Regions from separate parts of the Gossypium hirsutum genome. Here region 1 is linked to region 2. Evidence: chromatin contacts called from public Hi-C data. All regions are on one chromosome and are shown on one strand. The core of a region is the stretch at or near the end of the contact, and the rest is flanking DNA. Distances in the headings are between cores, read along the strand shown.

Region 1 (3,684 bases), core at 776-3,275, 170 kb before region 2:
AGTAGTTTTTTAGACAAAAGCAGAAGTAGAAAATTTTAGCTTTTGCTCAAAGAAGTAATTCTAAACTAAAGGTTAGTTTAGAATTATTTTTGAAAAATGCTTTGAAAAAGTGATTTTGAGAAATACTTTTGAAAAGTTTTATTTAAAATTTAAATGTTTAGTATTATTGTCAAAAATACTTTTAAGAAATAAAATGTCCATTTTAGACATAGTGTTATAAAGTAACAAATAATCATTTAAATAATGTTCAAATTAGTTATTATTATGATATTTTAATAAAAATATAGTAAAATAATTTATTATAATTTGTGGTTAATATTTTAATATATGAAAAAAAATTAAATATTTTTTAAGTACTTAACCAGAAGAGGGGAAGTACCATGTGATGGAGGGGTAAAAACGTAATTAAGCTGTCAAAAGTCCTTTTGGGAGAGAAAAATTAAAAATTTTTAATTTCTCCATTTGAGGAAAAGTGCTTTTGAAAAACAAAAAATTTCCTTCAAAAATTGATGGTTTAGCGTTCCTTTAATTTTAAAAGTGTTTTTAAAAAGTACTACTAAACACAGCCTAAGCTTTAGTCAATATCATTATGTATCACCATTTCCAAGGACCAAAAGAATAATTGTAATTTATAAGTAGGCATGTGCTGCCAACCAAGCTTAAATTGATATCATGTAGTTTATATCTATTTCAGATTAAAATTTTGATACATTTTTGTAACTTATTTTTGTAAAGTTGAGGGAAAAAAATTATTATACCTTAAAGAAAACATCATATTTAAATTATCAATAATATATAAAATCTTATAATTTAAAATATTATAAATTATGTTTGTGACTACACGCCTAGAATTGGTTACAATTATTATAGTTTCAAATTCTAGGAAATTATGATTAAAATGTGAATAAAATTATATAAGACTACATTAAAATGGTTATAATTATTATAGTTTCAAATAAATTGATTAAACCTAAAGTATTTGACAATTACAAAAATAAAAATTAATGTCAACTACTAGGTAACTTGTATAATCTTTGTCTAGGTTTTTTGAACAATTTCATTATATTTTCTAATTATATTTGCTCTTTTTGATACAATCTGTTCCCCAACTCATAAATAGGCTCAAACCCACATCCTCCTGCATTAATAATAATGTCCATATCAAATGAATTAAAACTCAATCGACTCTTAAAAAAAAAAAAGCTGAATGGGCTAAATCCCCTATATTTTTATTAAAAAGAAGAAGTCGAATTTATATTTTTCTTTCCTATCTAATCCAAATTCTTTTTGTTATTTATAACTCCACTGACTGACATATTAACGAAAAGTATGTGTTTGTTTAATAAATTATTAAAGTTAAGAGAAATCAAATCTTGTTGTCCGTCACACAACATGTAATGAAATTGGTACCAAAATTTCATATTTAAATCAACGTAAGACTGATTCTTTTGTAAAGATAAAATGCTGTAAGTGGGGGTGGAAGTGAGAGGACGCTTTAATATTGGTTACTAAAAGTGGAGTGTGTCATAATTGCACCATGCGGACTTGTTCAATACCAATGCATTCATTGTAAAATGTCAAACTTTATTTATTTATTTTTTTAAATTGATGAATTAATACAACTCGGCCACCATATACGAAGAAGGATAAGCTTGCCAACTTGGAAATATTATATATTTTGATACATTTAAAAGATCTGATAACTAATCACATTAAAAAACTAAAATTTTTCCATTAACAAAATCATAAAAAATTAAAATTAACTTTCCACAAATCAATTTTGAAAATTACTTTAAAATATTAAAGAAAAATTCAAACTTCAAAAACAAATTCACACTGGAATGAGTCACCTAATACGGAATGAATGAAACGCCCAAGGCGCAGTCACATTATTCAACGGTGGGGGCGGGCGGTCAACCCCAGTTGCCTACTCAACCTTTAAAAGTTTAGGAAAAGATAAAAAGTTTAATCCTTTTTTATTTAAATTCCAACGTACCCATTTTCTGTCTCTAATATATCATGGCTTACCTGACACACGGTTTTCTACTCTTATGAATGCCCAGTGGGTGTTTTGTTCCTTGCTGAACCAATTTCTCGGCTCTTTCCCTCTTCTATTTCTCCCTCCAACTCCCTCTTCCTACTCTATATCTATATATATATTTCAGCTACCTGCACCTAACCAAACCACCCTCATCAACTTGCTCTAATTTCAACTCCTTTTTGTTATTTTTCAACTCTTTTCTTTGTGGGGTTTTCTTCAATTTCGAGACAACAAGAAGAAGACCCAGATCTCAGAAGCTTCATAGTGAAAACTGTACTTACTGTATCTATTTCAGCATTGCCTCATCTGCATTGCCATTGGCAGTTGTAATCGGAAAATATGAAGTTTGGGAAGGAATTTGCGTCTCAAATGGTGCCAGAATGGCAAGAAGCATACATGGATTACGATTACTTGAAAACCCTTTTGAAAGAACTGCAACGTTTCAAGCATAGGACGAAGCCACCGGCTGCACCTTCGCTGAAACGAAAGCTCACGCTCTACAGAGCTTTCAGTGGCTTAACACAGACGCACCACCACCATAACCCAACCAGCCCGTCCTCCTCACCTGATGATATTGAAAGCCAACCCATCTTGGTGAACTCTGTGAGCCGAGATGGGTCGCAAAGTTATGAAACGACGTTCTTGATGTCGTCGGAGGAAGGGGGAGAGTATGAGCTGGTTTACTTTAGAAGGCTTGATGATGAGTTCAACAAAGTGGACAAGTTTTATAGGGCTAAAGCGCAAGAGGTGATGAAAGAAGCTGATGTATTGAACAAGCAAATGGATGCCTTGATTGCTTTTAGGATTAAAGTTGAGAACCCTCCAGGGATTCATTTCGACAGGTCTGTGGAGATGACTCGTCTTGCTTCTGATATTGCAGCTTCTGCTGCTGCTCTCTCTGCTTCTACTCCATCTGGGGCAAAATCAGCAAGCAGTAACTTTCTCTTCTCTCCAAACCTTTTATCTCTATGACTTTTTTCAGCCACTTGCTTACCTTACCTTACCTTCCTGTTTGAACTTTGATATGCAGAAAGGGCTGCTCACCTGGAAGCCATTGAAGAAAGCACCCATGGCCAAGCTGATGATGACGATAATGGCGATGAGAAAGAGAGAAATACTCCGACTTTAGAAGCCAAACCAGCAAAACCCAAACCCAAGGTCATTGTACCCGCACCACTTGAAATACTTGACCGGGTGAAAATGAACAATACCCTCGAGACTCCTCGTTCCACCATTAAAGGTGTTCTCAAGGTTCCAAACCATACGGATCTGAGTTTCAGTAGGGAAAATCTTAGAAAGGTTGAAGAACAACTTAAGCGGGCTTTTGTTGAATTTTACCAAAAGCTTCGCCTGCTTAAAAGTTTCAGGTGATGTCTTCTTCTGCTTTTTTTTTTTTCTACAAATTTCCACCATTTGTTTCTACAGTCTCTGTTTTCTTCTAAACTGATTGTACCAATCCTTCTACCCTGGAATTTAACAGCTTTCTGAATACGTTGGCTTTCTCCAAAATAATGAAGAAGTATGATAAGATCACTTCCAGAAGTGCGTCAAAATCTTACATGAAAATGGTGGATAACTCCTACCTCGGTAGCTCTGAAGAGGTAATGTTTCTTCATCTCAAAATTTATAGTGGGTCACAGCTA
Region 2 (3,698 bases), core at 1,087-3,586:
CCAAGTATTTTCATATATCACCAACTTCAAGTCGAATGAAAGAAGATAATCCAAGTACTAAGCAGACAAAACTAACAACATAGAAATATAATTTAAAGAAAACAAAAGCTACTAACCAATTAGCTCTGAACCAAAACTTACCCAAGACCAAAAAAAGAAAAAAGATAACAAGGCAATTCAGCTCAAAATCAGCAGTAAGAAAGAATAATATGGAATACCCACAAAGAGATTGTGAACATACAGGTTGATTCAGATTAGAAAAATTTGATTGAGCAACCAATTATTCAAGAACTGTGAAAAAACTAGAAAATATAATGATTAGGAACAATAACAGTGAAAGTAACAACCCTTTTCTAAAAAAATTACAATTAGCTTGAATGAAACAGGTTATGAAAACATGTTTCTGGTTGCATTTTATGAGATGTCTACCGACGCAAAATAAAATACATGTTTACAAACAATTTCAAAAAGTCGAAGAAAATATCAAGAATTTTAATTTAGGGTTTTCATTAAATAATAAAAAATTCAATCTTTTGTTTTTCAACATTGAATAAAAGAGACAGAGGAATGCAAAGAAGGCATACCCGAACTCCCCATTGAATCCATCTTTATGAAGCAGTCAATTTAATTTCAACTATTTTGATCTTAATAATAGTTTTTCCAGTCAAATGAAAAAAAAACCTAAAAAGAGAGTAGACGAAGAAAAATTAAAAAGAGGAGATGAACAGTTTTTTCAGTTAAGGTTTAGGTTTAAAAATTTTAATTAATTAAATTTATTTAATTTAAAATCTATTTTCATCCCATTTAGAAATCTAAATTGGCACTTAAAATCTAGTTGGACTGCCACATAGGATTACCGTTAGAGAGATAACGGAACTTAACGGTAGAGTGATCACTTCGTAACAAAATAATAACATAAGTGACTAAAACGTAACATTTCAAACATAAGTAACTAAAATGTAATCTGAGACAAACAAAAGTGACTATTTTTATAGATTACCCTAAATTTAATTGTCTTCAGAAATACCCTAGAAAAATTCTTCTCTTAATTACACCTCGTTGTCGGTTCCAACAATTGGAATATTCCAAATTTTACGGTTCATGGGTGAAAGAAAATAAAATGCTAAAGAAATAGACCTAAAACAATAAAAAAAACAAATTAAAGAGAGGTGAAAAAAGTTAATGTTAATTTGATTACTGAAAATTAAAATATATCTAAATTTAGATTAAAATAAATATAAATAAATTCGTATATAATTAGCCTTAAAACTCGGAATAATAAAAACGATGACTTGTTCATGCAAAAATAAGACTTGAATTTGAACATTTAAAATTATAAGACTTCAACTATTACCAATGCTGTCAAAATATAATGATATAATAATATATTTAACTCGAAATATTTATATTCTTTTATCAAATTGTCTACCATATTTTTAAACTAAATTTAGTCATTAAAAAAGAATTAAATTATTTTTTAACGAAATACTAACTAAAAACATTAAATTTTTAACGATGTTAGTGTGGTAACCCGTATAGTAGTGCACATATACTTAATGCTAACATGACACTATTTGTTTTATATACTAGACTAACAAACAATTTGAAAGTTATAAAGTGGTAGTCTTTAGTGTACTTTTTCAATTTAAGCATAATTAAAGAATTGACACGTGTCTTCATTGAAAAAAGAATTGACATGTGTCTTGTTCTTTTTATATATTTATTATTTTTTAATATTTTGCTAAATCTTGTGGTAAACTTGTCATAATTCTTAACTTGTTTGTGGGGTTTAAAGCTCTACGGATATATCAAATATTTTTGTTAAAAAAATAATTAAACTTTTTTTTTAAATTGGTGGTCAAAATAATATTTTTGGAAAAAGTTTAAGGTAAAAGTTAGGTAAAAAGAATAACGAGGAAAATAACTAAAAATATAAATATTAACGATGAGATTATGAATGTTAAGACTTAAAAGCATGGAGATTCCGAATAAGTCTGATTTTAATCAGTAGTAGTAATATGGCGAGAATCAGGGGCCCTTTTATTTCGGCACCCATTAAAGAATACTTCCCGCTTTTAGTTTATCAACACGTAATCAAGTTTGGCTCTGGATCCGGCTATAGCCTATACCACTGTAAAATTTATTCAACATAAAAGTATGGTGTGGAAAACTACAATGCTTAGCAAGTATGTCCCACTTAGATTTTGATTTTCAAGGCAATTTCCTATTCAGAAATCTACAAACCCACGCGGTTTCAACTTTCAACTGTACCTTCAGCAGCTCCCCATGTGCCTGTGTGTTTTTACCTATGAACTATTTTCTTTTTGTGAATAAACAAATAGGGCTTGGTCCCCTTTAGCTCAAAAGTGGTAGTTAGGTTTAGTTGTAACTTGCAACGGTGCCCATCCCCCAAAATTTCTATAAATCCCCCCTTCACCTTCCCCCCTTTTTCCTCACTCAGCTGCCTTGCACTCATCTCCTACCTCTCTTTTTCGCTCTTCCCATCTTCTTCCTCTTCATGTAATATTCTTATCCCTCTCATGTTAGTTTTAGTGCTTTTTAAGAAGGAAAAAAAAAGTGTTACCATTTTGAGTTTTTTTATGTTTCTTACTCGCAAGTGCTTAAACAAACTTCACTTGTTGTTTGTTCGCAGGAAAATGGCTTTTGCTAAGGTCTTTCTGTTGGGGTTTCTTGCGATGGTCTTTGGTGTTCAGGGATATGGTGGTGGTTGGACTAATGCACATGCAACCTTTTATGGTGGGAGTGATGCTTCAGGAACAATGGGTATGCTTCAAATGAAGCCATTTTTTAGGCACAACGGTTTGGGTTGGATGGCTTATTTCACTAATTCTTAACTTGGATCTTTTTTAGGTGGGGCTTGTGGTTATGGAAACCTGTATAGCCAGGGTTATGGGACAAATACTGCAGCTTTGAGCACTGCTTTGTTTAACAATGGGCTGAGCTGTGGATCTTGCTATGAGATTAAGTGTATGGATGATGGAAAGTGGTGCCTGCCTGGTTCCATTGTGGTCACAGCCACCAATTTCTGCCCTCCAAACAATGCTCTCCCTAATAATGCAGGGGGCTGGTGCAACCCTCCTCTGCAACACTTTGACCTTTCTCAGCCTGTTTTCCAACATATTGCTCAATACAGAGCTGGAATTGTGCCTGTTGCTTACAGAAGGTATTTTTTGCCTTTTGCTGCTTCCCTGTGAAATGGGCTTTCTAAAGAGGCCTATTTATTTCTCTAACCACTCGGTAATTTCAAATTTAACTTGTCTAGTGGTCCAATTCTTTTAGTAATGTATGAAAAACCTTATTTTAAGGCAGTAAAAAGGTCAATGGCAGCATATGAGGTCTGCTTTTCACCCTATTAGAGTAATATTTAGGGTCAGTTTCTGTTTTGCAAGGCAAACAAACAACACTTTTGGTCATTTCCTCTGGAAAATACATTGCTTTTACTTTGTTTAATGGGTAGTAACTGCGCAGTAACATCACTTACTTTTATTAACCATTGGGTTTTTTACTTTGTAGGGTACCATGCAGAAGAAAGGGAGGAATCAGGTTCACCATTAATGGCCACTCCTACTTCAACCTAGTCCTTATCACCAACGTTGGCGGTGCTGGTGATGTACATGCGGTGGCCATCAAGGGCTCCAGGACTGGTTGGCAGCCCATGTCTAGAAACTGGGGCCAGA

Evidence for each region. Hi-C and Micro-C count contacts between places; a contact is called where the count stands out from the background.
Region 1: a contact with region 2 is called in a Hi-C map of leaf, with 1.9 times the contacts expected there. The contact joins the promoter of LOC107910102 here to the promoter of LOC107910107 in region 2. A contact is called at or near these places in 4 of 34 Hi-C or Micro-C datasets (callus and leaf).

What each region holds. Positions count from the first base shown.
Region 1 is chrD02:45,898,637-45,902,320 of Gossypium_hirsutum_v2.1, reverse strand. LOC107910102 (phosphate transporter PHO1 homolog 3) reads left to right here and starts at 2,025. Exons shown (of 11, transcript XM_016837861.2): 1 at 2,025-2,975; 2 at 3,072-3,408; 3 at 3,522-3,642. The coding sequence starts at 2,381.
Region 2 is chrD02:45,733,476-45,737,173 of Gossypium_hirsutum_v2.1, reverse strand. It overlaps LOC107910107 (expansin-A15), which reads left to right and starts at 2,336. Exons shown (of 4, transcript XM_016837866.2): 1 at 2,336-2,520; 2 at 2,654-2,784; 3 at 2,872-3,184; 4 at 3,535-3,698. The coding sequence starts at 2,519.